2 separate regions of the Sus scrofa genome follow, and region 2 is linked to region 1. A link is a contact called in public Hi-C data. All regions are on one chromosome and are shown on one strand. Each heading gives the region's core, a stretch centred on a gene start, on an enhancer-like site or on the middle of the called end of the contact. The rest is flanking DNA. Distances are from core to core; before and after follow the strand shown.

Region 1 (3,464 bases), core at 130-2,629:
ACCATCTCACCATCTTTCAGGCAAGATGTGCACTTTCTAGCCAAGAAGTCAGGGGACCTGCATTTTTCTTAGAGAGACACAGACCTTTCCCTTGGGAATATTCTTCAAGAACCCAGGGCCAAAAGATTCCTCTAAGGGGTCATGTAGTTCCTCTTTACTCCAAAAAGAATGCAGCTCAACCACTCTCAAGGGAGGTTCTGGATATTATTAAATTAGTTTCATCCATAGCCTATCTGATGTCTCACAGTACCCAATAGTCAGGAAAAACTCTTGCCCTGAAAAGCAACGACCTGCAAAACTGTTTCATCCTAAATAAAGTGAATCAAATGCTCCTTATGAAGGTTAGACAAGAAGCAATAAGGCTACATCTTTATATAGATGCAAGTAAATATAATGGCAGCTAAAGATATTAAATAGCTCCTACACTCCAATCTTGCTCCAGCCTCTCTTTGGTCTCTGCACTTTGCACGTTCCTGAGAACCTGGGTAGAAATTCTGACTCTTGCCTACACCACCCGATTGACCTTACAGGTGTGACTTAACCTCTCTGTGCATTTTACTCGGAGGTGAAATGGAGATAACAACAGCAGCTACCTCACAAAGGTTGCTGGGAAATTTAAATGCTGCATTACGAGTACTTAACATAATGCCTGGTACACAGTAAGAGCTCAATTAATCAGCAGCTAGCATTTTATCAGTAGTTTTGGCATTTATTACAGGTGTCCCCAGTTAACTTGTTGGTGAGGCGCCTAAGTACAGACCAAACCCAACCCTACCCCAGAGCAGGCAGCGCGGGCTGCTCCTTAATTTATTTTTATTTTTTTTTCTTTTCAAACCTTGGCAAAGAGATAAGGCCCTGAACGAGGAGGAAGACTCAGGCTGGCCATGGGGGTAAGAATGCAGAGGGAACCAGGACCCGAAGAGAAGTTTCCTGTTTGGCCAAGCGCAGGCTCCCTGGGGCCTAAGTCTAGGAGTCTCTCCAGGAGGGCGCCCCCAGAGGGACTGCGGACCTGGGGTGGAGGCGGGAGGCCAAGCGGCCGAGAATGAATGAACCCGCAGCCCTTCTGCCTCAACGCGGCCTGGGAAGCCACTCTAGCTCCTCTAGCGCCTCGTCCTCTCCGTGACCTCTGACCCCACAAACCCCTCACCTCAGACCCCCCGACTCCCTGCCCCATCTCTTCTCCGGCCTCGCCGGGCTCCCCGCCTCCTCACCCGCAGGTCCAAACGGCTCCCGGCGCCACGGCGCGGCTCCACTCTGCAGTAAAACGTCCGCGGCCTTGTCGTCCCACTCTCCCGGTGCGTCCGTGCCGCCAGCCGCTCCGAGCCCCGCGGCTGTCACCTGCCGGGCGGAAGTGAGCTGCCCGCGCTCGGGCACTTCCGGTGGACGCAGGGCCTGGGGGCGGGGTCAAGGGTTCAACCCGGGCGGGGGTGGGGCCCGTGAGGGCGTGGCCAGGAGGGCGGGGCCGGCGGGAATTAACCCTCCTCCGACATGTCGTTCTCAGCCACTGTAGAGCCAGAGAAAGATTAGACAGATAAGCCGTTACGTAGTTTAACATGATGAAGATGGAAAAGGTCGTTACAGACGGGTAAACTAGACTCTGAGAGGGGCAAGTTTTGCTCAAGATCGCTTACTTTATGAAGGAATTCCGCGTTGTAAGAGAAAACCTTAGACCTTCCAAGGAGAGCTTAATGATGTCCCATCCTCCTTTTGGCTGGGTTAATCAGGACTTCAGTTGCTATAGCAATCTCACTCCCAACTCTGGTATTATTAAACTTTCTCCTCCTGGATAATTTCTTTCTTTCTTTTTTTTTTTTTTTTTTTTTTACCGCTGCACTTAGGGCATATGGAAATTCCTGGACTAGGGGTCTAATCGGAGCTGCAGCTGTGGCCTGTGCTGCAGCCATAGCAACACCAGATCCGAGTGGCATCTGCAACCAATGCCGCAGCTTCTGGCAATGCCAGATCCTTAACCTACTGAGCTAGGCCACGGATAGAACCAGAATCCTCATGAATACTAGTTGGGTTCTTAACCTGCTGAGCCACAATGGGAATTCCATCTGATTATCCTCATTAAAATATTAATTAATCATTACTCTTTAAAAATGTTTACTGGACAAATATTTGCATTGTAGAGAAACGGAAATATACTAGTAAGCAAAAGGAGAGAAATCATCTGCAATCCCATTTCCGGAGACAATCATTTCTTAAAATTAAAGTATAGTTGATTTACAATATTGTGCCAATTTCTGCTGTACACTCATTCTTAATATTTTGGTGAATATCCTTCCAGACTCAACACATCATTTGGTATTTTTACCTCACCAAGATATTGGTAAAAGTCTTCTAAAGCAAGAAATATATTTAGAGTTTTTTTTTTTTTTTTTTAACTTTTAGGGCTGCACCCTCAGTATATGGAGGTTCCCAGGTTAAGGGTAGAATCCAAGCTACAGCTGCTGGCCTACACCACAGCCGCAGCAACGCAGGATCCTTAACCCACTGAGTGAGGCCAGGGATCGAACCCGCAACATCACTGCTCCTAGGCGGATTCGTTTCCACTGCTCCATGACAGGAACTCCAAGAAATACATTTTTGTTTGGTGCTTTCCAACACCTGCGATTCTATTGTATGGACGGCATCACTGTTTTCAAAAACAAACCTCTACAGTTGTTCACTTGGGTTGTCACCAATTGTTTCATATTACAAAACGTATTAATAAATAAGTTTGCACAGCCAAGTCTTTATGTCCCATCTAATCCAGATATTACTGTTTTAATTTTAATATAGTTTTGCATGTTTAATTAACCTGAAATCCTTTTTATAAAATGTTTAATTTTAGAATAATTATAGTGGAGTTCCCATCGTTGCGCAGTGGTTAACCAATCCGACTAGGAATCATGAGGTTGTGGGTTCAATCCCTGGCCTTGCTCAGTGGGTTAAGGATCTGGAGTTGCCATGAGCTGTGGTGTGTGTCGCAGACACGGCTCAGATCCCGAGTTGCTGTGACAGTGGCGTAGGCCGGTGTCTACAGCTCCGACTAGAACCCTAGCCTGGGAACCTCCATATGCTGTGGGAAGCGGCTCTAGAAAAGGCAAAAAGACAATAAATAAATAAAACAATTACAGACTTATAGGAAATTGCAAAAATAGTACATCAAGGGTATCATGTACCCTCACTCAGCTTCCCTCCATGGTGACATTTTATATATTTGTAGTATAATGTCAAAACCAGGGAACTGGCATTGAAACAACTCTCTTAACTAAATTTACAGAACTTAGTCCATTTTTAAATCCTTTCCTTTTTTTTGGCCATGACTACAGCATGTGAAAGTTCCCAACCCAAGCTACTGCAGTGACACCACCAGATACTTAACCTGCTGCACCACAAGGAAACTCCTTTAAATCCTTTTCTGAAGTAGACAGGAAATAAATAGTTTTATATGCACATGCCGTGTTCCACATGCTATG
Region 2 (3,542 bases), core at 1,018-3,517, 40 kb after region 1:
ACCCAGAGGATGTATCTGCATTATGCAGATGACTGAAAAGACCCAAAGGGACAGGGCTCTAATGGCAAGATTCCAAGCACAATGACAAGTAAATGGGGAGCCATGTGAGAGTAGGGGAGCCCTTCTTAAGCCCCCTAAATGCCATTCTCAGAAGCCTCAGACCAGACACTCACCTCTATCCTCCCAGCACCAACTGCAAACCAGCCCTTCTGCCCCTGCAAACTGGAACATGACTGGATCTTTAAATGGGGGAGAAAAATGCTTCATCATGTTCTGCTTCTCCATGCAAAACCAGAAACTCCCTTCCCCCTCCTCCTCCTCTCCAGCGCACTCTCCTCCCAGTGAAACGTGGTTAAAGGGACAGCAGCAGCACTTCCCCATGTCTGAGGGTCTGCTTAGAACTAGGGGTGCAGGCAGGAGATGAAGGGCAAAGAAAAAAGAATTGGCAGAGGTCTTTTCTGGGGGATCTGTCTGTCCTCCTCATGGGGATCCTACAGAAAGAAAACCATGTAAGCTGGAAATGTAGTGGGGTTGAGATAACTGCCTGAAAGAGGTTTGGGTCTGGGAGGGGATTCTACACTGACTCTCCAGGGATCTCAAGTCTCCTTTCTGGAATCAGGCACCTATGGGTGACCCCTGAACTCCCAATGGAGGGAGCCCACCTGTGTATGTGGGAGAACTTCACAGAAAACAGAGGACTTGACCCCTAGCAGAAGGTCAAGGGGCTGGGTCTCTGGCTCCTGATTGACCCCACTAGATCATTCACTCACCTCTCTCAGTTCTCCATCCTTCACTTAGCATAGGGTCATGCAAGGGGGAGGTGCCATTCTTCCCTTACCCATTCTTCAAGGTAAAGGCAAAAGTTAACCCCTTTTCTCCCCAACAAAGAACAGGTCCTGTCCATGGTGCTGAAGCACCAGCCCACAGTGCCTCCCACACTCCTGAGGCACTTGACACGAGCCAAACCCAAGAAAAAGCCAAATGCTACCAGCAGTTGCAGGGCCCCCTAAACACCAGGGCCCTCTTTGCCACCTGAATTAGGGCTTATGGGGGTGAGAGACTCTGGTATCCCAAAAGCATCTCATAACTTCCCTGGGGGTAAGAAGGGAGACCTATCATGGTATCCACTTGTCTACTGTGGGTGTGTGGGAGAGATGACAAGTTGAAGCTAAGGAGATGAGGAGCAGGGAGGAAGAAACATGGACTTCCTAGTTGTAGGAACGTGGCTGCTATATCCACAGGCAGCAGGAGGGTTCTCCTCTCCCAATTCGTCCAGAGACACCCCCCCAAAGCAGAGCTGCTGGGGCTGGGTGGGGGGAAGGAAGTCTTGAGCTGCAGCCTGACCCAGGACAGGGCAAGTCCTGTCTGTATACAGATAGGAAACCCGAGTGTGTGTGGAGGGGGGTGCACAACTTGTCCAAGGTCATTTGGCCAGCAACTGCTGAGCTGACCTCAGTATGCAGACCCTGGCTTGAGTTACTCTTAACACATCTGTCACTTCCCCCTGCTCACACAGGCACCAGCTCTCCCAGCTTTATGCCCAGTTCCCTGCAGCACCCCCACTTTTGGTTCTCTGAACCTCTCTGCTTTTTCAGGGGACCCTCTGCCCACTTCACTGAGGGCCCTCCTTGTTAGGGCTGGTTGCAGGGTCTCTCACCTCCTATCCTACAAAGACCACTGTGCCCAGCCCCCCATCTGGGCTTCCCTTCATCCTCTGCAGTGTCTCCCACATCCCCAATTCAGGGGAGCCTTGCTGCCCTCAACTCCAGGTCCCCCTCCCCTATTCCATAGCTGACTTCAAATTCCTTGAGCCCTCTCCTGGTGGCCCCTTTCCTACTAGGGAAACAGTGTACCTCCATTCAGGGGTCTGCTACCTATATTTTCTGTAGCATCCACTATGCCTTCATTCAGGATTATTTTTCTTCCTCCCCTGTTCTGGGCCGGCTGAAGACACTGAACCGCCTCTCCTGAGGGTCTATTAGGAAAATCTTGGGGTCCTCTCCTTCGGGGGTCCCCTCATTCTACTGACTACTTAGTCTTCTATCGCTCCATCCCAAAGGCACACTGCCTCTATTCCCATCAGTTCTTCTTGCCCTACCCCCATTTCAGGCTCCTTTTCTTGTTCCGAACTTAGCAGCAGGGTCTTCCAACCTGCACCCTGGGGGTCCCAGTAGGTCCACTCCGGGAGTTCCCCAACCTACTGTCAGACTCGGCCTCGGATAGGGGGGTGCTCCTCTGACGCTGCGTCGATTCCCCTCCACTCCTTGGTTCCCCTGCCCCGCCCTACTCACTGCGGCTGAGCCGGCCGGCCCGGGCCGCTGGGGGAGGAGGCGGAGAAGGCGGGGCCCTCCTCCCCCGCTGCCCCCCCTCAACTGCTGAGGGGCTGGACCCCGCCGGGCTGCTATAAAAGGGCTGGCAGTCCCGGTGCTGCCGCAGTGCCTCCCTCCCCGTCCTGGCCTCGGGGTTCGCTCCGCACCTGCTCCGGCCAAGATGAGCTTCAGCGGCGCGGACGCGCTGCTGGGCGCCTTCGCGCCGCTGCACGGAGGCGGCAGCCTGCACTATGCGCTGGCTCGCAAGGGCGGCGCGGGAGGAGTGCGCTCCGCAGCCGGCTCCTCCAGCGGCTTCCACTCATGGGCACGGACGTCCGTGAGCTCCGTGTCGGCCTCTCCAAGTCGCTTCCGCGGCGCGGGAGCCGCCTCCAGCACCGATTCGCTAGATACGCTGAGCAACGGACCCGAGGGCTGCATGGTGGCGGCCCGTACCGAGAAGGAGCAGCTGCAGGCGCTGAACGACCGCTTCGCGGGCTACATCGACAAGGTGCGGCAGCTTGAGGCACATAACCGCAGCCTAGAGGGCGAGGCGGCGGCGCTGCGGCAGCAGCAGGCGGGCCGCGCGGCCATGGGCGAGCTGTACGAGCGCGAGGTGCGCGAGATGCGCGGCGCCGTGCTGCGCTTGGGCGCGGCGCGCGGCCAGTTGCGCCTAGAACAAGAGCACCTGCTGGAAGACATCGCGCACGTGCGCCAACGACTAGATGACGAGGCCCGGCAGCGAGAAGAGGCTGAGGCGGCAGCACGCGCACTTGCGCGCTTTGCGCAGGAGGCCGAGGCAGCGCGCGTCGAGCTGCAGAAGAAGGCGCAAGCCCTGCAGGAAGAGTGCGGCTACCTGCGGCGTCACCACCAGGAAGAGGTGGGCGAGCTGCTCGGTCAGATCCAGGGAAGCAGCGCCGCGCAGACGCAGGCGCAGGCCGAGGCGCGGGACGCCCTCAAGTGCGACGTGACGTCGGCTTTGCGCGAGATCCGCGCGCAGCTTGAAGGCCACGCGGTGCAGAGCACGCTGCAGTCGGAGGAGTGGTTCCGAGGTTCGTAGGCGCGCGCGGGGTCATGGAGGGTGGGTCGCCCCTGCTGGTAGGACAGCGAAGGGCAGGGCGGTGGTGGACTCTGAATAGAGGTGGCTGGACTGAATGGTGGCGCAGTTCAGCTTCCCCCTGCAAAATGCATGCTCCTTAGATTTAACTGTTAAACTCTGGGTCTTTTGTGGGACCT

Evidence for each region. A called contact is a pair of places that touch in the nucleus more often than the background predicts.
Region 2: a Hi-C map of adipocytes shows a contact between it and region 1, with 2.5 times the contacts expected there. The contact joins the promoter of NEFH here to the promoter of AP1B1 in region 1. A contact is called at or near these places in 2 of 47 Hi-C or Micro-C datasets (adipocytes and epiblast stem cells).

Annotation. Positions count from the first base shown.
Region 1 is chr14:46,518,796-46,522,259 of Sscrofa11.1, forward strand. AP1B1 (AP-1 complex subunit beta-1) reads right to left here and starts at 1,380. Exons shown (of 22, transcript XM_013990391.2): 1 at 1,212-1,380.
Region 2 is chr14:46,557,431-46,560,972 of Sscrofa11.1, forward strand. It overlaps NEFH (neurofilament heavy polypeptide), which reads left to right and starts at 2,268. Exons shown (of 5, transcript XM_005670778.3): 1 at 2,268-3,358. The coding sequence starts at 2,491. It overlaps LOC106505960 (a long non-coding RNA gene), which reads right to left and starts at 2,321. Exons shown (of 3, transcript XR_001300905.2): 1 at 174-2,321.